2 separate regions of the Macaca mulatta genome follow, and region 1 is linked to region 2. Evidence: chromatin contacts called from public Hi-C data. All regions are on one chromosome and are shown on one strand. The core of a region is the stretch at or near the end of the contact, and the rest is flanking DNA. Distances in the headings are between cores, read along the strand shown. Region 1 overlaps DSEL (dermatan sulfate epimerase like). Region 2 has its middle 89 kb from the start of TMX3.

What was found. A called contact is a pair of places that touch in the nucleus more often than the background predicts.
Region 1: a contact with region 2 is called in a Hi-C map of fetal cortex germinal zone, with 4 times the contacts expected there. The contact joins two enhancer-like sites. A contact is called at or near these places in 2 of 14 Hi-C or Micro-C datasets (fetal cortex germinal zone and fetal cortical plate).

What each region holds. Positions count from the first base shown.
Region 1 is chr18:13,232,579-13,235,830 of T2T-MMU8v2.0, reverse strand. It overlaps DSEL (dermatan sulfate epimerase like), which reads right to left. Exons shown (of 3, transcript XM_015122185.3): 2 at 2,874-3,252. The coding sequence ends at 2,883. Among named protein-coding and RNA genes, the nearest start is that of DSEL, 7.0 kb to the right of the region's middle. Within about 2 kb of position 1,845, at least 11 of the 40 cell types and tissues checked have an H3K27ac peak or open chromatin away from gene starts, as enhancers often do. A contact at or near this core is called in fetal cortex germinal zone, where this site is marked.
Region 2 is chr18:12,039,489-12,043,021 of T2T-MMU8v2.0, reverse strand. No RefSeq gene overlaps it. Among named protein-coding and RNA genes, the nearest start is that of TMX3, 89 kb to the right of the region's middle. Within about 2 kb of position 2,106, at least 5 of the 40 cell types and tissues checked have an H3K27ac peak or open chromatin away from gene starts, as enhancers often do. A contact at or near this core is called in fetal cortex germinal zone, where this site is marked.

The DNA of each region.
Region 1 (3,252 bases), core at 596-3,095, 1.2 Mb before region 2:
GTCAGGCATTTATTAGTTATGTTTACACCTAAACATACATATTCTTGCATCATCTCTTTGTTAAAATTTAAATTTTAAATTAAATTCTACAAATTAAATTTATGCAGATTTAGCTGCTTTCTCCTGAGCAGATTTTCCTATTTCCTATTCCCTCTGAATTTTCATTAGAGTAAATTAAACTCTGAATATGGCCTTTTCATTTCATCCTGAGTAAATCTATGTTGTCTGAAAATTTAAAAAGCCAATTACCATTATATTTGTTATTATTGTCAGCAAAATTATTAAGTCCTTTCAAAATTTTAAAATGTCAATCCTATTATTTTAATAAAAGCATTTATCCCAATTAGGCCTATGTATGGGGAAGTTAATGTAGAAAAAGATGGATTTTACAGATGAGAAATTTTATAATTATTTCTTTCAGAAGTGTCAGATAGTGATAATCCCTCTTTTAATTACTTTAAAGATAAGAACAAAAATAAGAGTAGAAGCTACTTAAAATTTTCCTAGATCACCCTAAGAGTGCAGGACCTGGGAATGTGCTGGGAGAGTCAATCCCCTGGGGAATTCAGTTTCTAAGGCAGGGATCTCAGGCACCATCACATGCATACATATCCAATGGATGTGTCACCCGCTCACCCATACATAACATTCCTTACAGGACAATCTGTGAGTAGACGCTTTCTCCAGCAAACTTTCTATTTTAGAATTAACTAAATAGTAGGGTTCATGTCTAAAATTTTCCCTTGGGGTGGGAGTAGGTGAATACAGAAACAGGCAAATACAACTGCATTGCCACGTGGGAGTGAAAGCTAGGATACATTGTAAAGATCGTTTTGGTAAGCCTGTACCTTTATTTTGCTCTCAATGGCATGTTCCCATATTCATTCTCAATGTAACTCATTTTTTTTCATTTTTTGTTACTCTTCTTCCCCTATTACTCTACATACTCCATTTGGCCTTCTCCTGCCTACAGGTACACTTTTGTATTGTCTGTACAATGTTAAAATAAAGGAAGCAGTAGTTTCTGCTTTCTTGTTTGCTACCTGCACACAATTGTAATTCCTACCTTGATCAGATCTAATACTGCTAACAATCCAGACTTTTTATATGTGATCTGATTCAAGATCACATATCCTAGGAATTGAATGTAAACACTGAGACTCTGACCAATAATGAAAATAGTGTTATCACCCATGTAGCATGCAATATTCATGTAGATATCATCCAAGTAGCATTTTATATGCTTGCTGGTAACTCTCAGATAGAAAGAACAATCTTTCTTGAGAATAATAGTGTAGATTCAGGTCTTCGGTGCCCTCTCAACCTACATTCACATGAATTTCACTCATTTTGACATTACAGAGGGACGATCATGAGAGATATGGGAAGGAAGATGTGGGGGAGGGGGGGCAGCCTCCATTCACACTATAATGGAAGAAAAATGACAGCCCAGTTAGGTTTAGCTGGAATGTAACATATCCACAGCTTTATCACTCTGGAGGCACATTTTGCCATAATAACAAACTACTGAGGAAGAACCACTTTTATCTAGGTCAGAATGACACACTCCCAAGTGTTAGAGAGCTTGAGGGAACTACGGTTTGAAACATCAGGAAGAAGACTGCAATCTGTACAGAGATTTTCATCAAGTCTTGACACTGCCTTACGTTTTCATCCAATACATTGTAATTACTCCACTGGCTTATAATGGCAAAGCATTTTGATTTCAGATCCTACCAAAATAAAATAAACCACACTTTATGACGACTACATTTATAATAAGATGCAGATGGTAAAGGAAACAGATGCCTCTGACATCATCTCCCATTTGCTTTCAACTTTTGCAGACACTGGCAGTCTGTAAACTCATTCAAAGGGATGCAAGATAAGTCAGGCAGTTTTCCAATTCTGTTTCCAGTTTAAAAAGACACTGCGGTGGCAACACTTTGAGTCACAGAGTGTTAATTCCAGAAAAATAAATTTGATTCTAAGTCTGTGTCAGTCTTTACTGCAAAATTAATCATCTGGGAGGAAAATGCCCCACAATATTGGGAGTTTAGCAATTAGTAATTACTGATTGTTTTGCTTGACAGTGACAGAAAGGATAGGGTAGGAGAGATGTGATGGTGAACAGCTGTAGCTTCAGGGAGGACAAAAAGTGAAAGAAGAGTTTTAAACATACAACCATGTCTAAAATGATCTACCAGCCCTTGGCACCCAGATTTTTCCTTATTATTTCTAAGTAAAAAACTTTAAGGAGGCTTTTAAAGTCAGTTTCTGACCTCAGAAAAACATATTCATTCTGTATTTCCATCTGTATTTCCCAGAAGAAATCCTACAGTTCTGATAGGAGCTTTCACCATTTCCTCAGTGATATCACTGCACATTATACACAGTAAAAGAAATTCTTTTCTTTTTGTGCAAGGTAAGTGTGTCAGAAGACCTTTTCAAAAGGATAAGGAACTTTTGTAGTCCATCTTGAAAGCAAGAGATGCGTGGTAAAGCAGCAATTGCAAGGCCTTTAGCAGTGTTGAGGTCTCTAGATATATTAGCACAGTTACAGATGAAGGAGAGTTAGACAAAAACCTTTAAAATGTTCCCCATCTCCCCTGATCCCCATGATATAACTTCATCTACCACTCTGTAGCAGAAACTTTTTAGCAGACAAAATTTTCAGAAACAAAGGCAAGGGAGGTGATGGCATAAAAATAAATCCTGCTAGGCCAAATATGGTGCCATTTTTTAAAACAATCTCTCTGTGCAAATAACACTGAACACACACACACGCATACACACACAAGAATAAACAAACTCTTCTGATTCATATCCACAAAGTGGGTTGGGAAGTATTATTAGTGCAAATTTCTGCTGACCTGCAGCATTTAGTCCATAAACTTTGGATATCCTAGGCGATCCATTAGTGTCCAGCAGATGTTTTCAATTAGTTTAATTTCATCTCTAGGCAAGTTCTGTTTCCAAACATTAGTATTAGTTGGTGATATTTCCCCTTCATAGGGAAGGTAAAAAAGGTTTGTAGAGGTGGCAAACAATATTTGGTTTAAACTAGCAGGAGACAAAGGAATTCCAAGAAAGGCAAAAATCCTTTCAGTAGTTTTCTGAGGAAAATGCACAATATCTTCAAACTTGACCAGCTGGTAGCTAGTAGGCAGCAAATCTGTATTTATTCTCAAGGCTGCTGCTGTATTTGCCAGCCACAAGTGAGACAACAGGGACACTGCATTTGATTTGGAT
Region 2 (3,533 bases), core at 857-3,356:
AGCTGCATGTCCTATACACGTATCCCAGAAGTTAAAATTACAATAAAATTAAATAGAAAAAGAAATTATCCATCATGTAAAAATCTAGAATTCTAAAGATATATATATTTAATATGTTAGATGTCTCTAATCATTTTTTTTCAAATAACCCTATTTTTAATTGTCTCTTTTTCCAAGCACTACATTTCTTCCCACCACCCCAACCTCTCCACTCTTAATTATTTTTGCCAAAATTTTTTTTCAGTGAACCAGGTTTTGGTTTTATTAGGTAAGTTTACTATTTGCATTTTTAAAAACTGTTTATTTTCCATTTTAGTCCTTTCTACTTTTCTTTATATTAATTTTGACATTATACTTTCTTTTTTTCCTTTTGTTTCTTGAATACTTACTTTTATCTTTTGTCTTTTTAATAAATGTATTTAAAGCAATACAATTTTTTTTTTTTGACAGTCTCGCTCTGTTACCCAGGCTGGAGTGGGTGCCACAATCTTGACTCACTGCAACCTCCACCTCCTGGGTTCAAGTGATTCTTCTGCCTCAGCCTCTTGAGTAGCTGGGATTACAGGCATGTGCCACCACATAAAGCAATACAATTTTTGTCAGTATCGGTGTGATTACTTTCCACAGTTCCTAACTTGTAGTCCTCTCACTATTGTCTATGAATAGTTTGCAGTTTAGAATTTGATAAACTACAAAAAAAAAAAAAATACTTTTACAAACAAATGTTAAATACAATGCATAGGATTTATTTTGACTTCATAGTAGTCAGAAAAGAGTGACTGTATAATTATTTCTTTGAGAACTTAATGTAATATTTGTGGCTTAATACAGGGTAAATGTCTGTGACTATTCATCGATGTTTGAAAATAATATGAAATCCCTCTTGGAGGTATGTCTTTATGAGTGCTCAGGCTTCTTAACTGCATGATTCAGTCCACAGTATTCGTGCTTATTTCTCTCTATTTGGTCTAACTTTTGCCAATATAATTTTTAATGTTTCTTACATTGATCACTGTTTTCATATTCTTTTATTTTCAGCAAATTCTATTCCAGATATTTCAAACCTGTAATAAGCATGCACATTCATAACTTTCATGCTTCCTTGTTGGAAGTATATTCTATCAATATGAAATATTTCTCTGAATTATCTTTAAGTCATTTTAATATCAAACTCCGTGTTATTAAAGAATACTGTGGGCCGGGTGCGGTGGCTCACGCCTGTAATCCCAGCACTTTGGGAGGCCAAGGCGGGCGGATCACGAGGTCAGGAGATCGAGACCATCCTGGCTAACATGGTGAAATCCCGTCTCTGCTAAAAATACAAAAATTTAGTAGGGCGTGGTGGTGGGCAGGAGAACGGCGTGAACCTGGGAGGCGGAGGTTGCAGTGAGCCGAGATTGTGCCACTGCACTCCAGCCTGGGCCACAGAGTAGGACTCCATCTCAAAAAAATAAAAATAAATAAAATAAAATAAAAAAATAAAGAATCCTGTGTAATCTGTGATGTCTAATTTGCCAGGGATGATTATTCTTTCTTCTCTCTCTGTTTCTCATGTTTGTTCTTGCTTTTTCACTGTCTTCTTTTTCTTTTTCATAAGAAAACCTTGTGGGGAAAACATCCAATTGTGCTAAATGAAAAATGAAAGAATAAGTTTCCTCTTTTTAGCTATCAAAATGTCTTATACTTTACTTGAAATATTCTTCTAGAAATCTAAATTATGAATCTATATCACAATATTTTTCGTTATGTTAAGCGTTACGATTTTAGAAGAGTTAGAGCTATGATTCAAAGCCTTTTTCTAAAGTAAAGGTCATTTGACAGAAAATTATCTACATTATTCTGTACTTTTTCAGTCTTGATAAAATTTCAAAATTCAAATTTGTCAATTCTCATACCTCTACTCTGTAGAAAACAGGGACATAATTTTTAACATTGCAGATTTGAAAGCAACCACGAATGGCAAGGGAGAAAGTGCATGATTTTAAAAATTTAAACTTTATTTTTAAAAACAAGGAAAGCAGGACAAAATTGTCAGAGAATAACGGAAGTAAGGATAACCCCGTAAACTACCGTCACAAACCACTCACACGTTGGTGCAGGCTTCCTTTTGAGAGGGTTTGCTGCCCCCTCTTGGCCTTTGCAGTGGGATGCAAAAGAAAAACGCAAAAAAAAAAAAACCAGACATCAAAGAGGCTTAACCAAACGGGCTTGAGTCTAAAACCTTTCGAAGAACAATTTATGTGCTGTATGAAACAACTTTTGTGGAGGAGTCTGTGACACTAAAGGCTGCCCCACCCTCCAGTCCCTTAAAAAGAGAAAGCTGACGTTAAGGATCTTCCCGCCTTGTGAATTGTCACGCTCTGTGTAATCGGATCCCACCCAGTGACTGGGCTCCCTGGACTGGGATGACTGGGCCACCATCTACATCCTCTGAACAAACTAGGCTGTATGGCATAAACCCCACACAAAACTGAGCAATAAAAGTGCTTCATGTCGAAAAATGAGTAAATCATTTTGCAGAACACACTAAGAGCAGTATGGGAAATAAGAGAAGCAGCAGGTAAAAATTGGAAGTACACAAAGCCAGAAGCAGAGATTGTTACAGAGAGAGATGAAAACAAGGGATAGAAAACTAAATATATATATAAAAAAATGAGTTTTCTAGAACTCAAACCCCAAAAGCTGAGACTACGTTGCCCTACATTGTTCCACTTTGCAGGTGTGACTACATTCACGATCTTGAGATGGCGAGAGTATCCTGGATTATCTAAGTGGGCTCATTGTAGTCACATGAGTCCTTCTTAGAAAAAGCAGGAAAGTCGGAATCGAAGAATGATACAATGATGGAAGCAGGGTCAGAGAGAAAGAGAAAGAGGGAGAAAAAGAGAGAGAGAAAGAGAGACTGATTTCAAGATAGTACACTCCTGATTTCGAAGATGGAAGAAATGTTGATGAGCCCAGGAATGCTGGTGGCATCTAGAAATCAGAAAGGTAAGCAAACGAATTCTCTCCTAAAGGCTCAAGGAGCATAGCCTTTCTCACCCATTTTGAACTCCTGACCTCTAGAACCATAGTAAATTTTTGTTGTTTTAAACCACTAGTTTTGTATTAATTTGTTACGGCAGCAAGAGGAAACCAATACACGTTTCTGGATATCTCAGAGAAACTTCAAATTTGCTGTTTCCCCTCCTGTTCCATTGACATGCTCCTACATTTTACTTACATTCCCTATTTTCACAGTATTATTCAACAGTCCCTATATTCTTCTGTATTTCCTATATGGTCATTCTTTATAATAGCAGTATCATAATCCATAAACAGTACATCTAAATTTCCAAACCAAAATAGTGTCTTATTCCAAACAAGTCTCAAAGTCACCTTTTTTTCTCTATTTTGACCGGCTTAGTTCTCTTCTGTCTCATCATATATTTGAATTATTATAACAAGAAACTAATGTTTTCTGGTCTTCGAATGCTTCCCAATCAATTCCATACTATGAAATTATATAATAGTCTTTTTTTTTTTTTTTTTTT